Linked DNA regions of Gossypium arboreum: region 2 is linked to region 1. Evidence: chromatin contacts called from public Hi-C data. All regions are on one chromosome and are shown on one strand. The core of a region is the stretch at or near the end of the contact, and the rest is flanking DNA. Distances in the headings are between cores, read along the strand shown. Region 1 holds the start of LOC108479262 (transcription factor BIM2). Region 2 holds the start of LOC108477371.

Region 1 (5,705 bases), core at 1,506-4,005:
CCAGAACATGCATGACGTAGTGTTATATTAACCCATCTTAGTAATAAACATGGGATAATAAACCGTATAACAGGTTCAACCAACACATGTTTTGCTTGATTTGAGTTAATACCTTAGCAGACGATGTTAGCCCTCTATTGGAACGCTTTCCGAGATCTATCTGTACCGAGATGTTGGCCTGTGACAGATCCAAACCCGTTCTTTGCAGTGCTTGTGTGAGTGTGTTCAATAACCTGCTTCACATTATCATCCATAAACAACATTCAGCAACATAAGTGCCTCATGATGTATGCAAAACAAGCAATGTTGCTGGGGTAATACCCACCCTTGAGAGTAGACGCTAGAGATGCTAATCGTTCCTCCTTCAATGGCCAGATCATCCTGTTGGTTCAGTGTATCATTGCTGGTAAGACACTTTTGAGCCTCAGACACAGGTCTCTGAAGTGGATGCCCACCTTGAATGGGCACAGCCAACTCAGCTTGCTCATTATCTCTGACTGGATCAGCTTCTGATGAATCCAATGCACTTGCGATCATTGAGGGGCTGATATTGATGTTTTTCTCATCTAACTTCCCAGAAAATGTTGACCCCAGCCCAGGATCATTTTTAATAGCTTGCGTGTGATCAACAAAACTCTGACCACGCCAATGACTGTTTCTCTATTCGAGGAAGGCAAGAGTAAATAATTAATCGGAAGGTTAATACCACAAATAAGAAGGCACCATCTACAGCCACATTCTTCAACACCAAGTAAATTGTTAATGCAAGCAATCAACACCTTCAAAATAAAACAATACAAAGCACCTGAATATTGCAATTCTAAGCAGTGCCATGGCGTGAAATTCACATTCACAACAATCATATGAGGACTAATAGATAAGATACTTCTCCACATCCAATTATTGCAACGCTTAACATAAAATTTAAAATATCAATACCATACAAATAAACGAATCGAGTATATTCTCTTATCACCACAATGAAGAATTGCAACAATTTGACTTAAAGCAATTCGCATATTCAAAAATAAGACCAGTAAAATATCACATACATCATTAACAAGCCTAATGAACTGAATTTCCAATAATAACAATGACAAGAAGAAAATAGAATATCTAATAGCTTAATAAAGCATATACACACAAATCATCATAGCATGGAAATTAACCACTTAAACCACATGAATGGAAGGCATTCCATATAAGAACATACCCATGGCTTTAATTTCGTGGGCTCTGAACTCCATCCCTGGTAAGAACCCTCATATTTTTGAACCTTCTCCTGTAAAAATTGGACATACTCTATGACCTGCAAAAGAAGATTGATCCAACAACAATTATTCAAGCAGAGTTCTTCAGATGGAAAATAGTTATACAAACACCATTCTGGATTCATAACATACCTCTAGCAAGAATGAAGCCGTATCTCTCTTTTGATCCGTGTTTGGTATAAGATCTCTCAATATTTGAAATCTAAAAGACGGCAAAGCTATTAGTATTACTACTATTCATAAAGTTAAGCAAGCTGCATCATCAATTTGTAACCTCTCAAGAATCTATGGTACATATACAGTAATACAATAGCACTTAATTTTGGATCCAAGCTTCCATGTAGAACAAGCACTTAACTCAGTGCTAGCAAGAGAAGAAGCAAACATTTTCAGTCACCATAACATGGCCAATAACGTCAACATTTCAGGTGCCAATTCAAGTTAGAACTTTATAAACTTAATCATTCTTTTAAACGCTCAGTAGAATCATCATCTACTCATAATACAGTGAATTAGCTACAAAATACAATTCCTTGTATCAATCATCAATATTTCCATAACAAAGTCAACCAAAGCTGATAAAGTTAAAAACTTTGTTAGAGTCAACGTATCCTGAACCATTACATTCCATGGCTTATGCAATTACTTGAACTTCAGCTCAGTCCCCTTCCCTCAATTTCCATAGTAATTATAAAAGATGGACATTGAAACTGGAAGAAAACAAAAGGAGATACCTTTCATTAATCTTACTCCTCCTCCTCTGCTCCGTGACAGAGTGTTTTGATCGTATAGCTTTAGCCTTATCACTGTCTTTCCCGTCTGCTTCTACAGCCCCAAACAAACAAACAAACAAAAAACGAAACAAACCCAGAATTCCAAATTCAACAAAAGAAAAGAAAAAAACACCCTTTAAGAAACAACCATATAGAAATATAGTAATAAAGGAAAAGGGAGATCTGGGTTAAAGAGTGGGATCCAATCTAATGATATACCATTGTTGATGTTGGTGTTGGTATTGGTATTGGCGTTGACAGAGAGAGTATGAAAGGAAGAAGGCCGTGTCTTTTTGGAACCAAACTCTTCTTCCTCTTGACTTGCCTTTCCCCTTCTCATTTCTTTTCTTCTCCAGATGTCACAAGCAAAATATACATAATGTGTTATAAAAAGGAAACCGCCCAAAAGTATAAAAAGAATGAAAAAGCAAAAAGACAATTTGTCAGGTTGAAGGAAAAGGGAAGAGAAAAAGCAAAAAAGTGGAAGGAAATGGAAAGGAAAATATGGAGGATTGTTGGTAGGTTGGTTCCCGGCGAGAACAACAGTACTCTGTGTGTGGGGTTAAACTACAAAGTTGTTTTTCTTTTTTGATGGAATGGGATGGAATGGAGAGGGAGACAAAAAGAAAAGGGATGAAGTGCAAGTCATGTGAGTGGCTTTCCCGTGATAGGTTTGCTTAAATTGGGCATTTTGTATTACATGGGCCCTTCTTTTATTATTATTATTATTATTATTTAGAATTATTTTTAATTTTTCAGCGACATATAAATGCACACTCAGAATTAATATCTTCTTAAATTAATAACAATATTTATGTCGAGAAAAATAAAATAATTTATGAATTTGATTAAATTTAAATATGATATTTATACCTACTTTATTTATATTATTGGATTTAATACATTAAAACATGTTTTTCATGGGTCACAAACCTGGGCTTGATGGTGTAGTCCCTTAGATACGGATTTTTGTCCATGCCTGCATTAAGTCCCATCTAGTCTTCTGATCTATTTTACGATTTAAAGAAAATATAAAATATATTATTATGAAAATGGTAGATATAAAATAATTATATGCTGCAAGTCTTTTTTTATTTGTTTGAATTAATTATGAAACCTTTAGATTTTTGAAACAGGATTTAAGAGCGACATCTACGTTACAGAAAAAAATAAAATTCAAGAATTTAAAAAAAAAAAAATATATATATATATATATATATATGATACTATTTGAATCCTACGTGGTGGAGCGACTCTCGGTTACCATGTGGTTTTTTCACATTTTTGTCTCAGAGCACGTCTCCTTTTCTCTGGCCAGGGGTCTCCTCGGTTCTCGGTTTCTTCTGCTCCGGCAAGGTTTGTACATTTGGTGGAGCCACAGTCATCGATAACCCTCGTCAGCTCGCGCGTGGTGGCTGGTTGCTGACGCCGCTCCGAAGGCTTGAAATCTCCTTAAGTCGGTGACTCCTGACGATGTACACCGTAGTGACGGTGACCCTTCTCCAGGCTCTTCTTGTGGCTTTGACTCCCCCTTAGTGGTGGATTTGCCTTTTAGCCTTTGTATTGACAGTGTTATACTGTAGGCTTTTGAAGCCCAATGCTTGTATTGTTTGATGTTAATGAAATTGATATTTTGTAAAAGAAACAGCTAATAATTAAATAAAAAAAGTAATCATAGTTAGATGGGTCCAAATAGGAAGAGTGATTGTTCAAAGTTACAGAAGGTAGATCCAAATGATAAATGGGCTCTATTCTTCGATTTTTGTTTCATTTCTTAGACATGGGCATTAAAATATGAAGATCCATCTAATTTTATAATCATCACTCATATTTTAGTTAGTATTTACCAATAATTACATCTTTTTTACTTTCCTTACTTCAACTACCCCACCTTTCATTATTAGCCAATACCACTGATGCTTCACCAAACTTACCATAAAAATTAATCATTTATATCATTTCGCGACAACCCCTATGATTTTTACTCTTATAAATTGTTACTATACGATGGTAGTTGATTTTGCCTATCTCTACATTTGTTAATTAGCAGAGATGGACACAAATTTAATCATGCACTTTACAATTTTTTCAATTTTATTTGGAGATTAACTTATTATGAATCAACAATTCAAGACATGATTTAAGTTTAACTTAGTAATATGCAGGGGCGAAGCCAGAAAAGAATTTTGGGGGGGCCGAAGGAAATTTTAATTTTTTATAGTCTATATATTTATAATTTTTAAAGGATTAAATTGAATTTTTATAATTTTAGGAGGGGCCAAAGTACAATTTTACCTTTACTAATTTAAAATTTTAAAAAAATCTAAAGGGCCTAAATGAAAATTTTCCATCTTAGGGGGGGCCGGGGCCCATGCCCCTTGGTTTAGCCCGGTAATATGCTGTTAAAAATTCTTTAATTATGCGCATTAAAAAAGTCTAAAGTTTTTCGATCAAATGATGCTAATAAAATATGATAAATTACACAATGTGCCAGATACAAGTTGAGTTGTAACTGGAGTTACATCTGAACAACGTAACTATCACTAACAATTTCACATTTGGCATTTTTATCAAAACATAACAACATATTCAAGCAAGGTAATGTGATCTTTAATGCGACACTCTCTTTCAATCCAACCATCTATATATGTAAACAAAATTATGAAATCAATTACGTGTGTGTAAAAGTAAAGGAGTATTAACAAAATAAAATGTAAAAGTTAGAGGCCAAAAATAAAATCCAACAACAAAATTATAAGTGAAAAAAGAATTTATATTCTCACTAACTTCTTCACTTGACTCGTTACTTTTCTTCTTCTTCTTCTTTTTCTTCTTTTTTATCAAAAAAGCAAAGGCATTTTACGGAGAACACGAGTCATTTGTCCCCCCTACAACTTCATTAGGCTCTTTAAATTTTGTAGTTGTTTATTAATGTAGACTGAGTCTTCATCTAAATGTTACATTAATCTAACCTTATCAGCATTAGAAAGCCCTTGCAACTAAAACATCAACTAGTATAGGATCTTCATCATCCTCAATCTTAGCTCCTAAATCTATATCAACAACATGTTTGCCCATTTTCCATTTTAAAGAATACTTCAATTCTAATACCTGAGGTACGGTAACATTATCTTTCTACACTATTAAATTTTGTTTTCAAATATTTTGATATAACAAAATAAATAGTAAAATTTTCTTAATCAAATTCCAAAAATTAATTTGACAACACTAAGATTCTTTTCAACTGTTAAAAAACTCAAAATCAAATTTCCAAATGCCTTAGAAATATTATAAAAGTTTTTGATTACCCTCAAGTTATTTTACAAAAGTTTCTAAGCTTAATTATGTAGCATTCCAGCTAAGTATCGAGACTTTGTAAGTCAGTAGTCAAACTTTGCTTTAGGGGAGCAAAGACTTAGGACTACCATGAAAGTCTCGAGATTTAGTAGCAATTCTCAGTACTAGCAAAATCAATAGCCAAAGTTTGCTTCAAGGGAGGAAAGTCTTGTTACTTGCCTTCATAGTCTTGATACCCAGGCTTTTCTTTTCAACCAAGTCTCGAAACTACCCTTCTAAAACTCGAGACTTGACCTTGCAAATTGCATTAAATGTTGTACTCATTTTTTTGTACAAACACTTGTAAGATCATTTGTTATTCTTC
Region 2 (6,036 bases), core at 1,148-3,647, 140 kb before region 1:
TATCTTACCTCTTTATATGCAATGTTAGCTACTCTAGTGAATTTTTCATTTTGGGAACTAATAAACTTGCCCTTGGCTTCATTCTCACCATGATGAGCCACGAAATCAACAGATTTTGATGGAAAACCATCTTTGGCTGGGGAGCTTTCTACAATTTTCTCTACTGATTTAGAGAGCACTGCCAATGCTTCGGGAAATCTGTCAATTTCATCTTCGGAAGCATTATGAGTTACCGAGAACCCATGTTCATGTTTCACTTGATTCCCTGGTACTAAATTTGAACCCTCTGCATCATAAGTCAGGTCCTTAGATCGGGGTCGTTTACGGCCGGGCCTGTCAACCAACTTGCTTTGCATTTTTTCACACCTTGTACTTCTCTTTTTCTTGATCTGTGGCCTGGCCAAGTATGGTAGTAAATCAGAAGCAGTACAGATAGTTGAGCTCCCATTATCATTATCCATTCTAGAAGCGCCATTGCAAAAGCTGGAAGATACCAAACTGCTTTCTGCTGTTCCATTGACATTTGCCACCAATTCCCGTAGTAACCTTTGAACAAATGGATTTTTAAATCCAAAAAACTGCATGAAAACGCAAAGAAAAACTCAGTGAAATTACCTATGTTTTTCTTTACTTATCCAAAGTTAGGAAATACATTTTCAAACATTAAGCAAGTCAAACCACAAATAAAAAAAACAGCCAAGAAATAAGTGAAAGTTTTTAAAATATGTATGCAGTATGCATGCATATAAAGGCATCAACATCTATAAAATAATACTATAGAGCACCTTTATTGCATTCGTTGCAAAGAATACAACAACCTGAGCCACCCAGTGAAAAATCTATCAAAGAGAAAAGATCGACTTAAATGCTCCACATTATACTGCTTCAAATTGATGTCAGAGCTTGATCTTTATCATGTTAATCACTCTCAATCTAAGCGACTCTGAGGTTAATATTTAAGGTAACCGCATAAAGATGAAAGAACAAGACAGTAACTCAAAGGATTTTCACAAGCTTAGCTATTCTTCTCACTAAGGCTAAATTATAGTAGTCACCAGAGCAACCCCTAGATCATCTTGTTCAAATTAGGATGCATCTCTTCTATAAGAAATCTTCAATCTAGAGACCAAAGTGTTTGACAGAAGAGAGTTTTATAATTCTGAACAATTAAAAAACAAGAAAAAGTAGAATGAATTGTCATCTAGGTGGAAAATGCTTTCCAGATACCAGATATGACAACAAAATAAGAACATAAAGATGATATCACCAAAGCCGCAATTGTCCATACTAAAGTTGTAAATAGCAATGCAATTAACCAAAAAAGGAGGGCTAAGGAAAATGCAACTTCAGAGTGCTATGGAAGCACCACCAAGTTATACCTCCACACCATCTATCTTGCATGAGAATCTCTTTCCATGCCATATCTTCAAATGTGGGCAACCCATCTTCTGAAATTTCTCCCATGCAATATCTGGAGTTTGTCCAGAACACGATTGCCCATCACAGGAGATCTGCATGCAAATAGAGGCACACTTTTGCTTTATAATTCGCTTAAAAAAGTATCAATGGAAAACAAGATGCAAGAAAACCATCATGTCTGCTTACTCACCACAAACAAAGGCCCTCTAGGACCTTCATGAATTTCTGTCTTATAAGTGCTTCCATTGTGAGCCCGAACAGCTTGATAGCCCACAGGATAAGGATATCGATCTTTACCCTACAGATTAACAAGGTTAAATCCACTTAAACGAAACACCATTAGTCCATAACAATTTACTTCAATTTTCTGCTGTTAGTCCAAATATATGTTTTTTTAATTTGCCAAAACTTGTTAGGATCGAAGATTCGGAGTTCCTAAATTCCAATTACAAATTTACACCGTACTTGCAGAAAAATATACTACTATTAGAGACACCGGCAATCAACCAGAGTTCTTTAGTTTTCATTCAAGTTATTCGGCAGGTATCTATATTGATTACACAAAAATAATCGTAAACCGTGAGAATGTCGAGTAAAATGCAAATAGAAAAGCAAACAAACCCTAGAGGAGCTCCAATACTTCTTCCCCCAGGGGCCTTTGTATAGAGATCCAACGGAAACGATCTCCAGATCGTCTAATTTCGCTGTTTGCTCTCCTTCTTTAGTTTTCGCCATCCAAAGAAATGAGAAGAAAACAAGATTTCCAAACGACTAACAATAAGCGAGTAGAGAGGATTTTCAAGATAGACGAAGAGATGGCTTTTTAGATGGCGGGAACTAAAATCTTGAAATGCGTCATTTCCCTCGAACTTCTAAATAAAAACTTTATTTGATTAGGAAAAAATCTAAACGCCGTTGCCTGGGATCGAACCCGGGTCACCCTCGTGACAGGCGGGAATACTCGCCACTATACTACAACGACCTATTGAATTTCAATTAGTTCTTTAATATTTCTCTCATGTAAAATCTCGAGTTTGTCCACTCCGAAGACTTTACTTGAAATATTTTAGGAAAATAACACTAGCCGTTGCGGAGGATCGAATCCGGGTCACCCGCGTGACAGGCGGGAATACTCACCACTATTCTACAACGACTAACAGATTTTCGGCAGTGTTTTTTATATTTCTCTCATGTAATATCTAGAGTTTGTCAAGAACTCCAAAAACTTTATTTGAAAATTTTAAGAAAATAGCACACGCTGTAGCCGGGGATCGAACCCCGGTCACCCTCGTGACAGGCGGGAAAACTCACCACTATACTACGACTTGTTGATTTTTAGTAGTTCTAATATTTCTCCCATGCGATATCTGTAGTTTGTCTAGAACTCCAAAAATTTTATTTGAAAATATTAGGAAATATAATATTCACCGTTGCCGTTGATCAAACCCGGGTCACCCGCTGACAGGCGGGAATACTCACCATTATACTATGACTTAAGGATTTTCAGTAGGCTTTTTAATATTTATCTGGAGTTTGTCCAGAAGTCCAAAAACTCTTTTTGGTAGGGAAAAAAAAATGTTCGCTGTTGCCGGAGATCGAACCCGGGTCGCTTGCGTGATAGGCGGAAATACTTACCACTATACTACGACTTATTGACCTTTAGTAGTTCTTTCTAGGTTTTTTTTCTAACTATTCAAAGTCTAAATGAAAAATTGCTTAGGGAAGATCCGATATTCAAAGCAAGCAATATTTCCAGTCAAACTTCATAAAATCACATTTACTTTGAAAAAAAATCACTGCATAGACCTATCTCATCCATTAGGATGCGACATGGCTTGTTGGACCCTTAGCTAGGGTGCCCCCATGCATCATTGATGTCTTTCATGCCCTCCTATATAGGCTTTTTTAGTGCTCTACAGTACATACATCATTTTTGTGCATCATTCTTTCTAAAAGGCTATCAATAGGTTTCATCATCGATTTAGCGTTAGACCTTTATTCTGATTCCAAGTGACACTAAGGAAAGGGTAGAGGGAAAAAAACACTACTAGCTTTATACGCATGAGTTGAATTTTGAAAAGGACTCTTGGACTCAATTTGTAAAATATAATCTAAAGGCACAAAAGTTGGTTCTTAATTCTTAATTATTATAAGCAAGCAAAACTTGCATCTATACAGTTAAATAAACAACACATGTCTTTGTATATGTTTAGTTGTCTGATTGCACAGGAATTTAATGTTGTTGGCATTAATCAAAACTCTTAATAATTTGGGGTTTAAAGTGGAAGTTACATCACTGGAATGATAAGACGTACGTCCGTACGAAGTTTTACCCTTCAATGCTTAACAACTTCCCTACTATAACCCACTATTGTTCATCATTGCATCTATATCAGATAAAGATTCAGACATTTCTCTACATGTAAGAATAATGATGAATTCTAGGAAGCCTTGTAACTTAATTGAAATTGCTGAAAAAGAAGTTTGATTTCTGAACTTAACTCTAGATATGTAGATTAGACAGTGGTATTAACTTTGTTCCTGCATTCACCAAAAAAAAAAAAAAAAAACTTTGTTCCTGCAGGTTTGGAAGATGAGCCTATAAATCAGGCATGCAAAAACTAAATGAATTTGGTTGCAGTTTATTCGATTCATACAGTTTAGTTTAGAAATAACATTCTAGACTCTGGAGACAAATTGTATCATTTCACCTGTGATTCAATTTATTACGGCATGCTTTGTGTAGAGAAAATAAGGCTTATATGAATCACACGTGCTGATTAGGAAATATTAATTAATGTGACGTGATGATGCGGGTTTTCTCCATTAATTTAGTGGATAATCATTAATCATAGCAATCTAAGCGAGCAAAAGAAATGGAGGACTTTTGAGGTTTATGCATTAATCCATGAAAAGAAGTGACTGGAAAAGAAAAGACAAACAAACAAATTCCAAACTGTACACACAGAGAAACGAAAAGCATTCAATATCTGTTAATTATCACAGTCTTTAATGGAGATGAAAAACAAATGAAGCCAAAGTTTGAAAAAGAGTATAGTCTCAAAGGGCACCATTGGAAACCGGTGCTCCCCTCTTGAAGCTATCCATGTTTGTAGTTTCAAACACAGGCAAACCACTTGAATAGCTTTGCAACTCAAAAAGATCAGAGCTTGAATCACTATCTGCACCATCATCAACCTCACACAACTTACTGAAGTCTTTCTCTTCTGATTGATATCTATCAACTCTAATGCTCATATTCTTATCCTGATGATGGGGTTCGATATTCTTGTACTTTTCTAAGAACCCATCAATGAGCTTCGATGTCTCATTCCTTTTTGTAGGTGTGGATGCATAAGGAGGTGGGGTTCTGAAACCAGAGCTTGAAGAAGAATAAAAGGACTTGGTATCAACCGTGTTAGAGCTACGAAAATGGCTGATACTAATCCTCCTTTTCCTTCTCCCACCAGGGCTCACTTCTTCATCTTTCATGGATTGTGTGGTGGATTTCGAATTTTTCTTCTTTTTGGAACCTGTTTGATTGAAAAGAGAGTTCAAGAAGGTAGCGAGTTTACCACCTGGGGAGCTTGGTTGCTTGTGTTTCTTCTCTTTGACATGTTTTTCCACCAAATGAGACTGGTGAAGATCTAGAAGAGGGTTTCTTCTCATCGCTACATCCAAGCTGATCCGATCTCCTCTCAATGGCTGATTCTCGTCCCGCGTTACCTTTTGACTGATTAATGTTCCACAATTGTAGCTCGCTGCTTCATTGTACCCTGAGAAATACCGAGCCGCTTCGAACACGTCGAGCTCGCCGGAACCATTCCGGTGATGGAATGACTTCTTCAACATTGTATCAGGGTTGAAACTTGAAACCTTGATGCTTATGATATTATGTCCACCTGGTTCATAAGGTTTATAATTGTTACTAGAGAGAGCGATAATCTGTAAAGTGAAGGAGAACAGGTTTGGAATGATTGAGATCAGTGGGAAGGGTATATCTTTTAACTATATATATTGGCCCCTCTTCACTTGTTAAAAATATTTATAATCTCTTCGAAATGCAACTAATAATAATAATAATAATCAATCGTAGGGTCTAATAATGCAATATGATGAAGTGTGGTTTGGAGGATTTATGGAGGAGACCCCTGACCCCCCACTTTTGACTACGAATTTATGTTTTGGGGTAGAAGTAAAACAAAGATTTTTGTTTTATCCTTGTTTCAAACTGTGGTTTTATGAAAACCAGACTTTTTCTTTTTTTTTTTTCTTTTTAATCACTCTAGCTAACGTAATTAATATTGTCCACAGTGAGAATCAAAAATAGAAAAAGGATGGCAAAGAGCGGTGCATTTCCTTGGATTCTATGGAGGCTACACTGTTGTTGTTGGCCATGCTTCAATGTCGAGTGCTTCTGCAAACTCAACTTTTACATATAAATCATTACAATGTTAGAGGGTCATCAGAATTTAGTAGATCCCACTAGGGATTGCAATTCATTCTTTAAATGAATAGATTCTTTCGTTATAATGGTGTTAATTAATTGGTTGCTAAGTTACTTTTGACTAACGTAAAATCAACCTTAGCGAAGTAATATCTGCCTGCCGACTCTTT

What was found. Hi-C and Micro-C count contacts between places; a contact is called where the count stands out from the background.
Region 2: a contact with region 1 is called in a Hi-C map of leaf, with 2.8 times the contacts expected there. The contact joins the promoter of LOC108477371 here to the promoter of LOC108479262 in region 1. A contact is called at or near these places in 2 of 5 Hi-C or Micro-C datasets (both in leaf).

The regions. Positions count from the first base shown.
Region 1 is chr12:104,346,147-104,351,851 of ASM2569848v2, reverse strand. It overlaps LOC108479262 (transcription factor BIM2), which reads right to left and starts at 2,755. Exons shown (of 7, transcript XM_017781749.2): 1 at 2,264-2,755; 2 at 2,006-2,090; 3 at 1,404-1,473; 4 at 1,214-1,309; 5 at 326-660; 6 at 113-233. The coding sequence starts at 2,384.
Region 2 is chr12:104,486,372-104,492,407 of ASM2569848v2, reverse strand. LOC108477371 reads right to left here and starts at 2,397. Exons shown (of 14, transcript XM_053023413.1): 1 at 2,041-2,397; 2 at 1,610-1,717; 3 at 1,380-1,511; 4 at 9-578. The coding sequence starts at 2,154. LOC108478889 (protein BIG GRAIN 1-like E) reads right to left here and starts at 5,523. Exons shown (of 1, transcript XM_017781346.2): 1 at 4,313-5,523. The coding sequence starts at 5,271. The coding sequence ends at 4,480.